Linked DNA regions of Sus scrofa: all the other regions are linked to region 1. A link is a contact called in public HiChIP or PLAC-seq data. All regions are on one chromosome and are shown on one strand. Each heading gives the region's core, a stretch centred on a gene start, on an enhancer-like site or on the middle of the called end of the contact. The rest is flanking DNA. Distances are from core to core; before and after follow the strand shown.

Region 1 (2,700 bases), core at 188-2,687:
TGTTCGGGGAAAAAAAAAATTAAGTGGAATGGGATTAGGTTTGCCATTTGTCATTTACTCAGAACAGAATTCCGGTCTGACATGCAGGCAACTCATACCCAGAGCTTAATGCTTTTAGTAATTATAAGGATCATGTAGAGTATGTTGATTGGTGGGGGGAAAAAATCTTTATTAACTGCTCAGAAATAGTTAATTCTTCATTAGTCAGAGCACTGCACTAGAGGCTGCTGCCTGTGAACCATGGATTAGAGTTTATGATAGTAATAACCTCCCTGAAAAAACATTTGTTACTATACTTAATGACCAGATTTTAGTGCATTAACCTTCCTCAGGAGGTCAACTAACAAAATGGATGTTAACTGCTTGTAACAACCAATTCCTCTGAAATTAATATTTAGATGCCTTTGGTGTCAAAAAAAAACCTTCCTTCCCTATCAGGGCATTAAAAACACTTCTAAATTATTAATAGCAGGCAGGATTCAATGCCTCAAAGATTTCCATGCCAACGCTCTTTATCCTCAGCCTCTTCCTATTTTCTCGAACAGAGTTCTCTTCGGCAGGAACAAGGAAGGCATTCAGGGAAATTAGGTCTCAGAAATGCATGTGGGTCAACAATGTACTGCAGTTTGGAAAAGGTCATCCTTTAAGTTCAACAGAAATAAACATTACAGGAGTGTGAAAGGCGATGCTGAGAGCACACTGGGAACCCAACGGGGACAGACACCCCGCCAGGCCTGGGCTCCAGAGCTACAGCCCTCTCACCACCTGTCAGGAACTCCTTAACGACACGTTTTTTTTTTTTTTTTTGCATCCCTTCTGCGACTGACCTCCTGGCTCATCTCTCCAGCCCCTCCCTCTGCCTTCAAATTGGAAACAAACCACACTTATGTCAAAACAACTTCTCAACTATTTCCTTCCCGAGCAATCCCAGAATATAAAACATGTTCTGAAAAGCTGCACCATTCCCTGGAGAAATTTTATGATTTGGTTACTGCAGAGTGTGCTGCTCCTTGGCTGGGGTAGCCTGAAGTCCTTGCCAAACAATGAAGCAATGCTATTATTAGCCTTCCTATTCAATGGCCACAAAACAGCCCCTGTTTCTATTTTCAGACTGTGCTCTTCTGGCTCAAGAAGGCCAACACTGCACCCGTAGGGCAAAGGAGCCATCCATTGCCAAAACCTGCAGAGCAGTGGGAAGGGGAAAGGTTTTCCTGGTGGCATTTTTCGGCAGAGGTAAAATCCAGATGGGGAGCCAAATCGCCGCCTGCGAGTCTCAGCAGAGGTTTTCCTACTGGGTCTGGGAGGGCACCCCTGGGATCTCAGCAATGAAGCTGCTGTGTTTACTACTTTTCTCAAATTGCCTGGATGCAGTCACTGACTCAGTCGTTTAGATCAGCCCAGTGCAGGCGCAAAACGCTAAATCAGTAACACACAGAGCTGACGTGAATGGTTCAAGTGACGATGTCAAAGGCTTGGGCAGTTGCCTCTCGGCATGGTCAGTTACAGCCCAGCAGCAGTGTTCCAGAGGAGCCAGGCAATGTGGGGCATTTGATTTTTTTTTTTTTTAATGAGCTATAATGGACAGAACATTATATTAGTGTCAGGTGTACAACATCATGATTCGATATATATTATGAAATGATCACAGTAAGTCTAGTTAATATCCATCCTTGTACAGGGTTACCATTTTTTTGTGTATGATGAAAACTTTTACGATTGATTCTTTTAGCAACTCCTTTTACTCGTTTGCTTAACCTCCACCCCTGCCCCTGGCAACCACTAATCTGTTCTTTGTACCAATGAGCTTTTTTTTTTTTTTTTAAAGATGCCACATATAAGTGTGATTATACAGTATTTGTCTGACTTATTTCACCTAGTGTAATGCTCTCAAGGTCATTCCATAGCTTCACAAATGATATTATTTTATTCTTTTTTATGGCTGAATTACATACATATGTGTGTATATGTATACACATATATATGATATATGTATGTATGTGTATGTTTGTATCTATGTATCTCATATTTTTTTATCCATTCATCCATCAATGGATACTTAGGCTGTTTCCATGTCACACATATTGGAAATAATGCTGCAGTTAACATGGGTGTGCATTTATCTTTTCCAGTTAATGTTTTCATTTATCTTTGGATAAATACCCAGAAGCAGAATTGCTGGGTTATATGGTAATTCCATTTTTAGTTTTTTGAGGCACCTCCATACTGTTTTCCACAGTGGCTGCACCAATTTTCATTCCCACCCACAGTACACAAGGATTCCCTTTTCTCTACATCCTTGCCAACACTTGTTATTTCACAGCCATTCTAACAGCGTGAGGTGATATCTCATTGTGGTTTTGATTTGTACTTCCCTGATGATTAGTGATGCTGAGCATCTTTTCATATACTATGTCTTCTTTGGAAAAATATCTCTTCAGTTTCCTGGCCCCTATTTTAATTGGTTGGTTTTGTTCTTGCTGCTGTTGAACTGTATCAGCTCTTTACATATTTTAGCTATTAGCCCCTTATCCAATATACAATTTGCAAGTACTTTCTTCTAGTCCATAGGTTGTCTTCTCATTTCATTGATGGTTTTCTTTGCTGTGCAGATGTTTTTTGGTTTTGGTATCTGCCGGGTTGTTTATTTCTGATTTTGGAGTCAGAGCCAAAAAATCATCCCCAAGACTGATATCGAGGAGC
Region 2 (2,700 bases), core at 150-2,649, 720 kb before region 1:
AAGGAGAAGTTGGGCAAACAAAACTAGTTCTAAGGCACGGCTCCATTCGCATACTCTGCACTGATGCTTCTAGAAAGTGTATTTATAATGTGTATTTACTTTAAGAAGATCAAGACACTTACTTTTAAAATACGTTTCTGTGATATGTGCTCCCAGAGTTGGACATTAATCAAACCTAAGTAGAATCAACTGAGAGTCAAACTGAATCTCAGAAGCAGAATAACTGGCTTTAGAGAAAGGGCTGGAGGGCTTAGGAAAAGGTCCTCAGGGAAGCAGGCTGTACTTGGAATGTGAGTACCAGTCATTCTATGTGCCACTGGCTGTGTCTGTCCTTAGTGGTCTCAGATCCCATTGTGAAGGAAGGACTTTGGGAACATCCTTCTCCCTCTTGCCTCTCTTCTCCATTTGTAGGTTACATAGAAGCAAGACCAAGAGAGTATGAACTAACATTCAAATTTAGGGCTTATACTTTTTTAAGTTTTTAGTAAGATAACAAGAGTAAACAAAAGAGCTTTGTTCCCAGTCTTAATTTTAATTGGTTCATGCAAAGATATTTTCTAACCATTGGAATCCACAACCTAATCATTAACTTAATCATCCTATTAACTTTGCCAATATACATTGCTTTATGCCATACTGACCTACTCATGTGCACAAAATATGTGTGCAACATTCAGAGATACAGCAAGTTGTGTGTCTGTATGGAGAAAGACACAGACACACACACACACACACGCACAGAGCAGGTCAAGACAACAGCTGTTCAGCATTATTTACAATATACAGGCATCAGTGATGACCTAAAGAGCTGAAGAAAAAAACAGGCCATATTTTCAGCTTAATAAAACCCTGCAGTAGGGAGCCCTTTATGAACAATTACAAGCATTTGCCGGAAATACATTTGCTGATTTAACAAACTGGGTAGGACAAATGTTTAACATGCTGTCGTAATGATGTTCAGATGCTTTTCTTAGTATTCGTTGATCTGAGATAATGCGTTCTTGCCCAATCATTCTACAAAGCAGCAGCAGAAATAAATAAATAAATAGATGTAACGTGATGCGCTCCCACAATAGCAGCGCTGCTGACTGCCCCTGACAGATGGGGAAAAAAAAAGTCAATATGATGCCTGAGACAGCCCAGGCTTGGCACCGCAGAATAAATTACATGATTCGCTGAATGCCTGGGCTTCGCTCAGACATACAAAAAAATTGGAAAGATAAAAGCTTGCATTGGCTTCAGATGATATTTACTGCTTGATGGATTTACTAGCAGCCCCAGTACAGTCATACTGTATTGAATTATTGGCCTCTATTTAGCTGTGTGTCTGTCGGATCTTGAGTGTCCATTTAAGCGTAAGTGAGCTGGAGGCCCGCCAAGCCTCTCAGAGGCTCTGGGTACAGAGGGAGATGTGAGCTAATGGCCACCAGCCCGAAGAACAGAGAGCTGGAGGACACTGGGGGAGGCAACAAAGCCCAGCTACAAAGTACTTTCTTATCAATATTAATGCCAAAATAAATATTAATGGAGGCTGCCCGGCACATCATTTTTGAATGTGCCTTGTTTTCTTTGTATTTTAACACAAATGGCTGGAAATGACTGTGTGATTTTTCTCTTTCTTTCACATTTTCTTTCTTGCTCTGAATCTAAGCAAGAATTTGGAAAAGAACATTAGCTTTGCTCCTACCGTTGTCACAGCGGTGGGGTTTCTATAAGGCAAAGGAGGCAAATGAAATGCTGGTTTTAAGAGGTATACGGCTTCCAATAAAATATATGATTAGAATAGTAATGCACAGTATTGCAGCTATTGTTATGGATTCTTTATTGCATTGTGCTCAGGCAGTTCAACTGAGAAGTAGCATTTCATGTACAAAGAACCCAATGGGAAAGTCGCATTGTCATCTTAGCTTCAAAAAAAAGAAGGTGGTGTGTGGCAGGGGGGCAAAAGGGTCCATGGGGACTCTCTGTACTTTCGGCTCCATTTTGCTGTGAACTTAAAACCACTCTAAAAAAATAACATTTACTAATTAAATGAACACGCACACAAAGAAGGTGTAGGTACGGTGGGCATGGTGGGGAACAAAGAGAGCTAAGTGCCCAAGGCACTGGAGTGACCCAGAGTCCAAAACGTGAGTGAACTGAAATTGTGCATCATGTGTGCACGATGGGGAAGTGAGCGTAAGCCAGAGAGATGGAGCAGTTAAGAGAAGGTCTAGGGATTATTCCCAGGTTACTCACTTTTTATGCGAGTGATCAGGGGAAGGGTTACTGTGCAGGGCTCCAAAGTGAGATCTATGGCAGGAGTTTTCAGCTATCTGTGCAAGGGAACTGCTTCCCCCTGGGCAGCACAAAGCAACCCAGCATTCTCGGAAGATGCATGTGGAGCGTGCCAGATGACTGAATGCACAGGGTAGCTTCAAGAGGACCTCCTTGCTCTGGCGAGAGCACAGATAGCCTCCAGGAGCAGGAAACGGGCTGCAGGTGAACCATCCCCGTGTTAACTCACCATGGAACCAAAGCTGGGAAAATCACTTCATTCCTTTTAGCCACTATTTCCTAGCCCGTAAAACAGCTGCTGATGTCATCACAATAACAATTTACTACTTCACAAGATCTTTAGTGGATCAGGTGGGGCAGGAATGATGAAAAGGGGTATGTTATGGCAGCAATGCACACTCAGTGCTTTCACACTTGCTCATT
Region 3 (2,700 bases), core at 108-2,607, 890 kb before region 1:
AAGTCCAAGATATAAAACAAAAAATCCTAAACAAAAAGAAATTAGTAAGTGGTGAATCCATGATTCAATTCAGATATTCTGATTCCAAGAGTATAAGACCATACAAGGGGCCAAAATTCCATGATTCTCATTTACTTACAAAAGCATTATATTTTAAAAGTTACTTTTCTATCTTAAGGGAGGAAAAGCACAACTTACTTATGAGTAAGATTTAGCCTTTAACAAGTTTACACAATTTTGTGAAATATAAAAATAACACTGACAGTTGGGGTTACATGGGATATTAAGAATGGCAGTGGGAACCATGGAGAATTTTGGTAGATTTTCTGCTCAAATGCTCTGCAATGTGTTTATGAGGCTTTTTGCATTTTCACTTTGTCGCAATCTATACCACAGGATAATTATTCTTCAGTAGTCTTCAGGAATATTTTACCAGTGAATCCTGCCAATATTCTGATGACAGAGATTACATTTACAAAGTCAAATAAAAACAAAGTATAGATGTACAGTAACTCTCTGGTAGGTGGAATTTAGAAACTGCCGTCTTAGTACGTTGCCCTGATTCCAGTCATGGAAAAGGAAGCATGTTCAGTTGAAACTGCTGCTGAAACTGTGAATTCCTCACAAGAGTGTTCACTGCAGAACCAGAGTAAAGGGATCAGAATCCATCATTTCAGGGCTCAGTGGGAAGCTCTGCAGGCTACAGATTTTGTGTCACAGTCTTTTTCTAACTCCCTTCATTCCTGAGCTTTGGGAAAGATCGTTGGATTACTTACAAGTGGTTATTTGACTCTTTAAGGCCAGCAGAAAAAGATGAAATTTATGGTAATTTTTCTTCCAGTAAAATTAAGTACCTGATTTATTAAGTAAGAGGTAATTTAATATGCATATTTAAACAACGGATCATTAGCACTTCATTTTTTAAGATCTTTCACAACAGGGCAGGGCTGACAGATGATTTTTTTGCTCCTTGTTTTTAAATGACTTTATGGTCATTCTTTATTTCTCTTGAAGTCATCTGGAATCCAGGCACTTCTGACCCCTGGTCTTTTTCCTTCACCACAGAAACTTGGTTTGCCACATCAGAAGTGTTATATAGCTCATTTGCACTGCAAAAAGATCCAAGGAACCGGTGAATTGTAGCTGCTTTTAAAAAAAAGAGTTGAAAAAAATCAATAATAAATTATCTTCCTATACAGCAGTTTAGGTTCTTTGCACGTCCCCTCTGACATGTAGATGTAGTTATAAATTGATTTAGTTGGGGACCATAAAGAATCTCACTTGCTCTGGACTGCCTGGTGAAGGTGCATTAGCGAAATAAAAATAACCCACCTTGTCAGAGGGCCTTTCTAGGAGCTGCCGAACCCAGCAAGTTATTTTTATAGTTTAATGAGCTAGGCCCTGGCTTCCACAGGGAGACACAGCAAGTGGAGTGCTTCATAATTTACTGCTGTAAAATGATCTGGATTCATGTTGTCTATAAAACATGAAAAACATTCTTCATTCCTTACCAATTAGATCATAGTTACAACTCACAGTTCCTTTGAGCTTAAAAGAAAAAATTTAACTGCTAGACATAAATGAATGCTGTGGTTAAATTAAACCCTTCAACAGCCCAAACAGGCTTGAAAGAAATGCCTTCTGGATGTTATTAACACGCATATTTAAGTGCTATTTTTAAATTTTAACTGCAAGCCATAGCAAGCCAAATGTTTAGAATAGCTATTTTGGCATCACAGCATTACTTTTCACATTTTTTTTCCATCTTTAATAATTCTTTCCAATAATTCTTTCACCTTTTATTATATTAAACTTTTTTTGTGGAGATAGGAAACTTGTTTTATGAAAATAACTCTTTCAGGAAAAAACAAACAATGGCAATGGAGTAGTGTAATAGAAAGTTCTGTACATTTATTATGTCAACAGGATAATGTTTCATTTTCTATGAGTATTCTAACATTGCTGAGAAATGACAATTTCAGTTCAACTTTTTAAAGGTTTCTTTAGAATTATTTAAAAATATATTATTTGTAGAAAACTTGAAACATAACTATGAGGAAGACAATAAAAACCACCCTTACCAAAGAAAAATTTTGATGTAAAGCTCTTACATGCGCGTGTGTTTGTGTACACAGCTGACTTTTGAAATATGAAGTGGTTAGGTTTTATAACCCTCTGCACATTCAAAAATATAAGTCTAAACCCACACTGAGCCCTCCCTATGCGTGGTTCCACATCTGCAGTGGATTCAGCCCACCTCAGATCATGTAATACTGCGGTACTCTTGAAAAAAAAAAATCCACATATAATGGACGTTCATGGTTCAAAGCTGTGTTGTTCAAGGCTCAACTTTTTATGTGAATTTATATGTGTAAATGTGTGTGTGAGAGAGAGTTTTGGTTTCTGTATTGTCTATGTCATAAAAATAAAGATTTTCTTATGTCATTAGATATTTTTTGAACACATGATATGCTAGTTTGCCAAGGCTGCCATAACCAAAAATCCCAGACTGAATTGTTTATAAAACGGCAATTTATTTTCTGGAAGCTGAAAGTCCAAGATCAGGTTTGGTTTCTCCTGAGGCCTCTCTCTTGATTGGCACATGGCAGCTTTCAGTCTGTATCCGAACATGTCCTTTTCTCTTTAAGTGAATATTATTCTCTTTAAGTGCATATTATCTTTCTTTTCTGATAAGGACAC
Region 4 (2,700 bases), core at 102-2,601, 600 kb after region 1:
GATGTTATCTATTCCATTCACTATTTTAATCCAGAGCTTAATACAGTGCATAGATAGATAGATATTCTGCCACTTAGAGTGGACAGAAACCAGGAAACACACTAATTTACAGCCGACTTAATTAAGCATATTTGTAACAGGGAATGTTTTAACTCATCCTTACAACAAACTGATGAGGTAGACATTTCTTTTTTTTTAATTTTTTTGATTGTTATTTCCCCAATAGTTTTTTTTCCCCTACTGTTCAGTATGGTGACCCAGTTACACATACATGAGGTAGACATTTTATTTTCAAGTCTAACATTTATTTTACCATAACTGATAAATGAGTGATGTGATTGCAGACAGTTTTAGAAGTGTTTGAGCACTATTTTCACTAAAATGGCACAATTCTTAGATTTATATGTTTGCATATATCCCTAACTTAAGGTTTTTTAATAGTGACATAGAATTTAAAAAAATAAACAATACCTTCAGTGTTCTACTTTCCTCAGTCACTGTATACCACCTTTTTCCATGCATTATGCCTGGATTACATTCAATAAAAGTTGAGGTTTAAAAAAACCATAAAACATATGTAAGTTACCACCAACATAATAAAATCAATGAAATTCCAAGCATGTCTGTGGCTGCATCCTGAATTCATCTCAGATCCCAAGTGGTACAATACAAATGAAATGGAACACTTCACCCCATTCTACAAATTCCCTCTGCAGCTTTTACAACAGAATGAGTTATGGACCGGCTGAAAGAGTCAGAAGCTCAGTGCTTTGTACCATGCTTGTTTTGTTACATGTGACATGTCGGGTCTGTGAGAATCTGGACTACATTACGGTTGTTCTAGGTTTGGAGCAGCAAGCATTTACATAGATCAGTTCTTCCTTGGGGAGTGGGGGTGGGCAGACTGTGAATATTTTCAGGAGCGGTATCATCTTACCAGGACCAAAGCTGAGGCCACACCATGCCTGCTGACACACTGGGCACACTGCCTGCATCTGTTCCATAAATGTTCTCTTGGCCCTGTTTCTCACAAGCTGAATGCTGGGAAGTGACAGGTGCACGGGTGGACCAGGCTGGCGCAGTGTCTGACTGTCTGAACGGCTGGGGCTTTCCATCTGACAGGATTTACCCAGTCATGATGGATGGTAGCTCGAGCACAGGAAAGAGAAAGGGAAGCTAGAGAGGAAACTAACTGTATTATACCGTGGGGGTCTGTAAAATGCCCACCTATGAAACGATATGAGGAGCTCAATATCTGACAAGAGTTGAGGGAATTAAGAGTAATTTGATTACAGGTGCTCAACTGGCATTCATTTTCCTCTTATTATCTGAGAACCTTCCCTCGAGAGAGAGCACTAACCTTCAAAAGGAGCAGATGAATGGCTCTATTAAAAGCACTGTAGTTTGTTCATGGCTCTGTAGCATCTGACCATTTTATGAACCCAGTGGAATTGTAAATAGGAAACAGAAGAGAGGAAATGTCTTCCTCAAACAGTGTACAGATGACTCTATCTGTCTTTAGTGATTTGTAATTCTGAAAGAGAGTGTGCACACGGACAGAACGATGTGGAGGAGCGGTACCTGCTCCATCCACAGGGCCCCCAGTCCTGAGTGTATCTCTTAAAGGTCAGATATTTCAATTCTATGTTGTGTCAAACGGTGACGGTGTCTTTAAAAAAAAATGAATAAAATATCTAAGTTAAATGTGCTCAGTATTAAATAACTTGTTGTTGCTATTATATATATATGCGTGTGTGTGTATATATATATATGGTTCATTTTAATCTCACTTAAAAACACATCTCTAGGAGTTTCTGTCGTGGCACAGTGGTTAACGAATCCGACTAGGAACCATGAGGTTGCGGGTTCGGTCCCTGCCCTTGCTCAGTGGGTTAACCATCCGGCGTTGCCGTGAGCTGTGGTGTAGGTTGCAGACATGGCTCGGATCCTGTGTTGCTGTGGCTCTGGCGTAGGCCGGCAGCTACAGCTCTGATTCGACCCCTAGCCTGGGAACCTCCATATGCTGTGGGAGCGGCCCAAGAAATAGCAAAAAGACAAAAAAAAAAAAAAACCACATATCTCTAGATAGTTTTTGATATCAACTTTCAAATACAATTTCTGTAAGAGTGACAACTATGAATGGAAAATATCTTACCTGAATGATTCATAAATAAATAAATCTCACTGGTTTACCTATAATGAAGCCATAGGACAACACCAACAACTTTCCCTCCTCTAGTAAAAAAGCAAGATTAACAAATTTATTTAAAACTGTGTCTCGAATATTGATATTGCTCTTAGCTTATTTAATCTGAATTTAGAAAAAGTGCAAATGTTTCGTTGGCATTACAGTTTGCTTAATAGCTTCCTTCTGGTGTGTCACAGAGGAAGATAAACTAATATTTACATCTTATCAATAGAAATAACAACTTGGATACTAATCTATAACATATAGAAAAGTCTTCCAAGATTCAGGAAATTCAGAACTAATAAACCATGTAATAATTAATTGTATATCATTAAATAATTAATAATTAATAGTAGTTTCCCTTTTTTATCAAAATACATATAACTGTACATAAACTATAAAATATCACTTAAATGTTAATCATAAAACCTGCCATAAATGTGTACATTTATATAAACCAAAATTAATACACCAAAAGGTGGTAACTGTATCAAAAAACTCAGCTTAAAGCT
Region 5 (2,700 bases), core at 162-2,661, 520 kb before region 1:
TTGGGAGAAGGGACATATATTTCACAGAAATATGAAGGAGAGCAAGATGAGGAGAGGTGTAAGCGTGTAGGTGACATTACACGCGTTCTTTTGAAAGTGGAGGTTGAGGGAGTCTGAGGGAGACCTTCGTTGACAGCTTCCATTGTCTCTGTGAGGTAGAGTAGGGTCGTGGAATGGGAATTAGCAGGAGCTGGGATGAAGGGTGGGGCGGTCACAACGTGAGGGAGGTCGGAGGCCTGAGAGCAAGGAGCACGTTAGGCAAGCAGAGAAGGACCACCTGGAAACACCGAGTGCCTGGGAGAAGCTGGGGCTCTCGAAGCTGGGGCTGGACCAGTCCTCCCAGTCACATTCTTTTAGCAGTTTTCACAATCCCAGACTCAGGGATGAAGAGACAGGCAACGGGATGCACCCACTTGGGTCACTCTTCCAGCATCGGAAGCCAAAGAGCTGGCCCTCTCCTGGGATAACAGGGAGGGGTCACATCTGAGGATTTAGAGAGAGTCATGTGCAATCAACAAATTACCTAAAATTATTTCCACCACCAAAGCCAGGAGAAGGGGAGACGTAGCGGAAGCTAATAGTTGAGACCTGAGTTCTAACTCCGCCCTAAACAGCTACACCTCCTTCATCAAGTCAGTGGGTCTCCATCTTCTCATCTCTACAATAAAAGAATGGCTGGAGGCATTCTCTTCCAAGTCAGTGACCTAAGTTTCTGGGAAAACATTACTGCTCACCCATACCAAGTACGAGGGGATCTCCACAACCTCACCATAAATGCGGGAAAAGTGACCCTATTGCTCATTTCATAAACAAAACCGAGGGGGAAATTTCTAGAAACTCTCTTAGACTTAAGAACAGAGATCCCTTACCACCAACCTCTAATTGACCCTACTCTATTTCACAGAGAAAACAGAAGCTGTCAACGAAGGTCTCCCTCAGACTCCCTAAAGAATGTTCTAACCCACATTCAGAAACACCCCCAGATTAGTCTTGCCCAGGAGAGGTCTATAGAATCTGTGATATTATCTAGAAAAGCAGTTCAACTGTTAGAACGTCCCAGAGAGAAAACCGTGTCACCGGAACTAAGTGAAGTGACTGGGAAGCAGCCACAAAAAAAATCATCCCCCTCAGAGAGAAGACATATGAGCCGACAGGATTTAACAAACCTTTGTGTAACCCTAAAATTAACTGACACACAGTTTAAAGCCAAATCAGGGGGGAAAAAAAAAAAGAAATCTTTTTGAGAAAGTCACTTTCCTAGAAACTCAGGCCGGAGAGCAGAGGAAGGATTTTTCTTTCATTTTCTTTCCCAGCCAGATGAGTCATTTCAGAACAACCACTGAGTGCTGAACAATGAGACATTCAAGGACCAAAACCAGAGAGTCATTTTTTTTTTTCACCACAACACCCTCGGGTAGCTGTTCACTGTCTCTGGCAGACAAAATTATTTTCCAGCCGGCTCCTGGAGGACCATCTATAAACAAATTAGAAATTTCAAAGGGTTTGTTTTCTGCCTTCTGGCTGTCAGTAGGGGCCGTTCCCTTTGTGTCCTTCATATGAAAAAGTAATTTAACAAAGAAAAAAAGAGAGAGCACACCTCGGTTCGAAACAGACAAGCATGTACCCTCTCTCCCCCTCCCTTTCATCACACCCCCCTCTGCCCATTGTCATGTTTGGTCAGTTTTCTGTCAAAACAACTTTTATTGTATGCAGCTTTCATCCTGCAGGGCTCTGTGAGCTTGAGAGACAAGTTGTTTTCCTACAGCCATTCCATCAATAAGAAGAAAATGGAAAAAGAGCACTGATTTATGGCTGATTCTCCCTAACAAATAGTGGCAGTGACCACCCACCAAGCTATGTAGGGAGGGGAAGTTAAAAGTGGGCCCCATTGCCACCCAGCTCAGATTCAGACCCAAAACAAGAGATCTCTATAAACATGTTCCAAAAGCTGGTCAAGGAAGGCATGGTACATATTTCAGCAGGAAGAGAGAATGAGTCTGCCTAATGCTAACTCAGAAGAGGAATTAAGCTTCATGTCTGGCCCTTCTAGAAAAACTGCCCCCTCAAAAGATCCCGGTGGATGGGAAGCACCAGGTAGTTAGACATAAGGAACGTAGTATATTTCAAAGGAGAAAGCTGGCAAAATTGGTGCCCAGTGTACCAGTAAGGAAACTTAGACCTAAAGGGAAAGGAAGGTATATCACCAAACAGTGACACAGCAAAATGTCCAGAGGAGAGGACAGGGTCACAGCTCCTTGTTTTATGTGGCCCAGAGACAGCATTTGGGGAATAAGATGCTTTCCTTGGTTTTGGCTTGAAAAGTCCATTTTCTCATTATTATCTTATTTTTCATTCTTTGGGATTGATTTGGGGCTTGGCTAGCAGTCAAGAGCTGGAGAACATGAGGTTCGCAAATGCAGCTATTTCTAGCAGGCTGATACGCTCTACTAACCATGGTTTAAGTGGCATGCCAAATCTGGACTTTGCTTTCTAGGTTTGCACTCTAAGGTGAACAGGTCTTCAAAGCCTTGCTAGCACAGAGCATTTCATTTAAAGAAATTCTTGGCTCAGGCAAACCAATTTGGAACCGTTGGGTGTATGCCAAGAGAGAGAAAAATACCGGGTGGCTTAATGTGGTTTAGTGCACTTTTTTTAAAAGGTGTATTTTGCATACACTTATTTCCAATTCTTTGTCTGCAG

Evidence for each region. HiChIP or PLAC-seq counts read pairs in DNA pulled down with a chosen protein or histone mark.
Region 2: an H3K27ac HiChIP or PLAC-seq map of skeletal muscle shows a contact between it and region 1. The contact joins two enhancer-like sites. A contact is called at or near these places in 1 of 47 Hi-C or Micro-C datasets (psoas muscle) and 1 of 2 datasets of contacts at active chromatin or transcription factors (skeletal muscle).
Region 3: an H3K27ac HiChIP or PLAC-seq map of skeletal muscle shows a contact between it and region 1, with 5 times the contacts expected there. The contact joins two enhancer-like sites. A contact is called at or near these places in 1 of 47 Hi-C or Micro-C datasets (skeletal muscle) and 1 of 2 datasets of contacts at active chromatin or transcription factors (skeletal muscle).
Region 4: an H3K27ac HiChIP or PLAC-seq map of skeletal muscle shows a contact between it and region 1, with 5 times the contacts expected there. The contact joins two enhancer-like sites. A contact is called at or near these places in 1 of 47 Hi-C or Micro-C datasets (embryonic fibroblasts) and 1 of 2 datasets of contacts at active chromatin or transcription factors (skeletal muscle).
Region 5: an H3K27ac HiChIP or PLAC-seq map of skeletal muscle shows a contact between it and region 1, with 2.8 times the contacts expected there. The contact joins two enhancer-like sites. A contact is called at or near these places in 1 of 47 Hi-C or Micro-C datasets (embryonic fibroblasts) and 1 of 2 datasets of contacts at active chromatin or transcription factors (skeletal muscle).

The regions. Positions count from the first base shown.
Region 1 is chr2:128,307,679-128,310,378 of Sscrofa11.1, forward strand. It overlaps LOC106509541 (a long non-coding RNA gene), which reads left to right. Exons shown (of 3, transcript XR_001307170.2): 1 at 1-1,233. Among named protein-coding and RNA genes, the nearest start is that of ZNF608, 150 kb to the left of the region's middle. Within about 2 kb of position 1,438, at least 11 of the 83 cell types and tissues checked have an H3K27ac peak or open chromatin away from gene starts, as enhancers often do. A contact at or near this core is called in skeletal muscle, where this site is marked.
Region 2 is chr2:127,587,587-127,590,286 of Sscrofa11.1, forward strand. No RefSeq gene overlaps it. Among named protein-coding and RNA genes, the nearest start is that of ZNF608, 570 kb to the right of the region's middle. Within about 2 kb of position 1,400, at least 15 of the 83 cell types and tissues checked have an H3K27ac peak or open chromatin away from gene starts, as enhancers often do. A contact at or near this core is called in skeletal muscle, where this site is marked.
Region 3 is chr2:127,413,949-127,416,648 of Sscrofa11.1, forward strand. No RefSeq gene overlaps it. Among named protein-coding and RNA genes, the nearest start is that of CSNK1G3, 400 kb to the left of the region's middle. Within about 2 kb of position 1,358, at least 10 of the 83 cell types and tissues checked have an H3K27ac peak or open chromatin away from gene starts, as enhancers often do. A contact at or near this core is called in skeletal muscle, where this site is marked.
Region 4 is chr2:128,909,265-128,911,964 of Sscrofa11.1, forward strand. The region is part of intron 5 of LOC102158243 (a long non-coding RNA gene); the gene reads right to left. Among named protein-coding and RNA genes, the nearest start is that of GRAMD2B, 640 kb to the right of the region's middle. Within about 2 kb of position 1,352, at least 7 of the 83 cell types and tissues checked have an H3K27ac peak or open chromatin away from gene starts, as enhancers often do. A contact at or near this core is called in skeletal muscle, where this site is marked.
Region 5 is chr2:127,785,905-127,788,604 of Sscrofa11.1, forward strand. All of the region lies in intron 2 of LOC110259460 (a long non-coding RNA gene), which reads right to left. Among named protein-coding and RNA genes, the nearest start is that of ZNF608, 370 kb to the right of the region's middle. Within about 2 kb of position 1,412, at least 33 of the 83 cell types and tissues checked have an H3K27ac peak or open chromatin away from gene starts, as enhancers often do. A contact at or near this core is called in skeletal muscle, where this site is marked.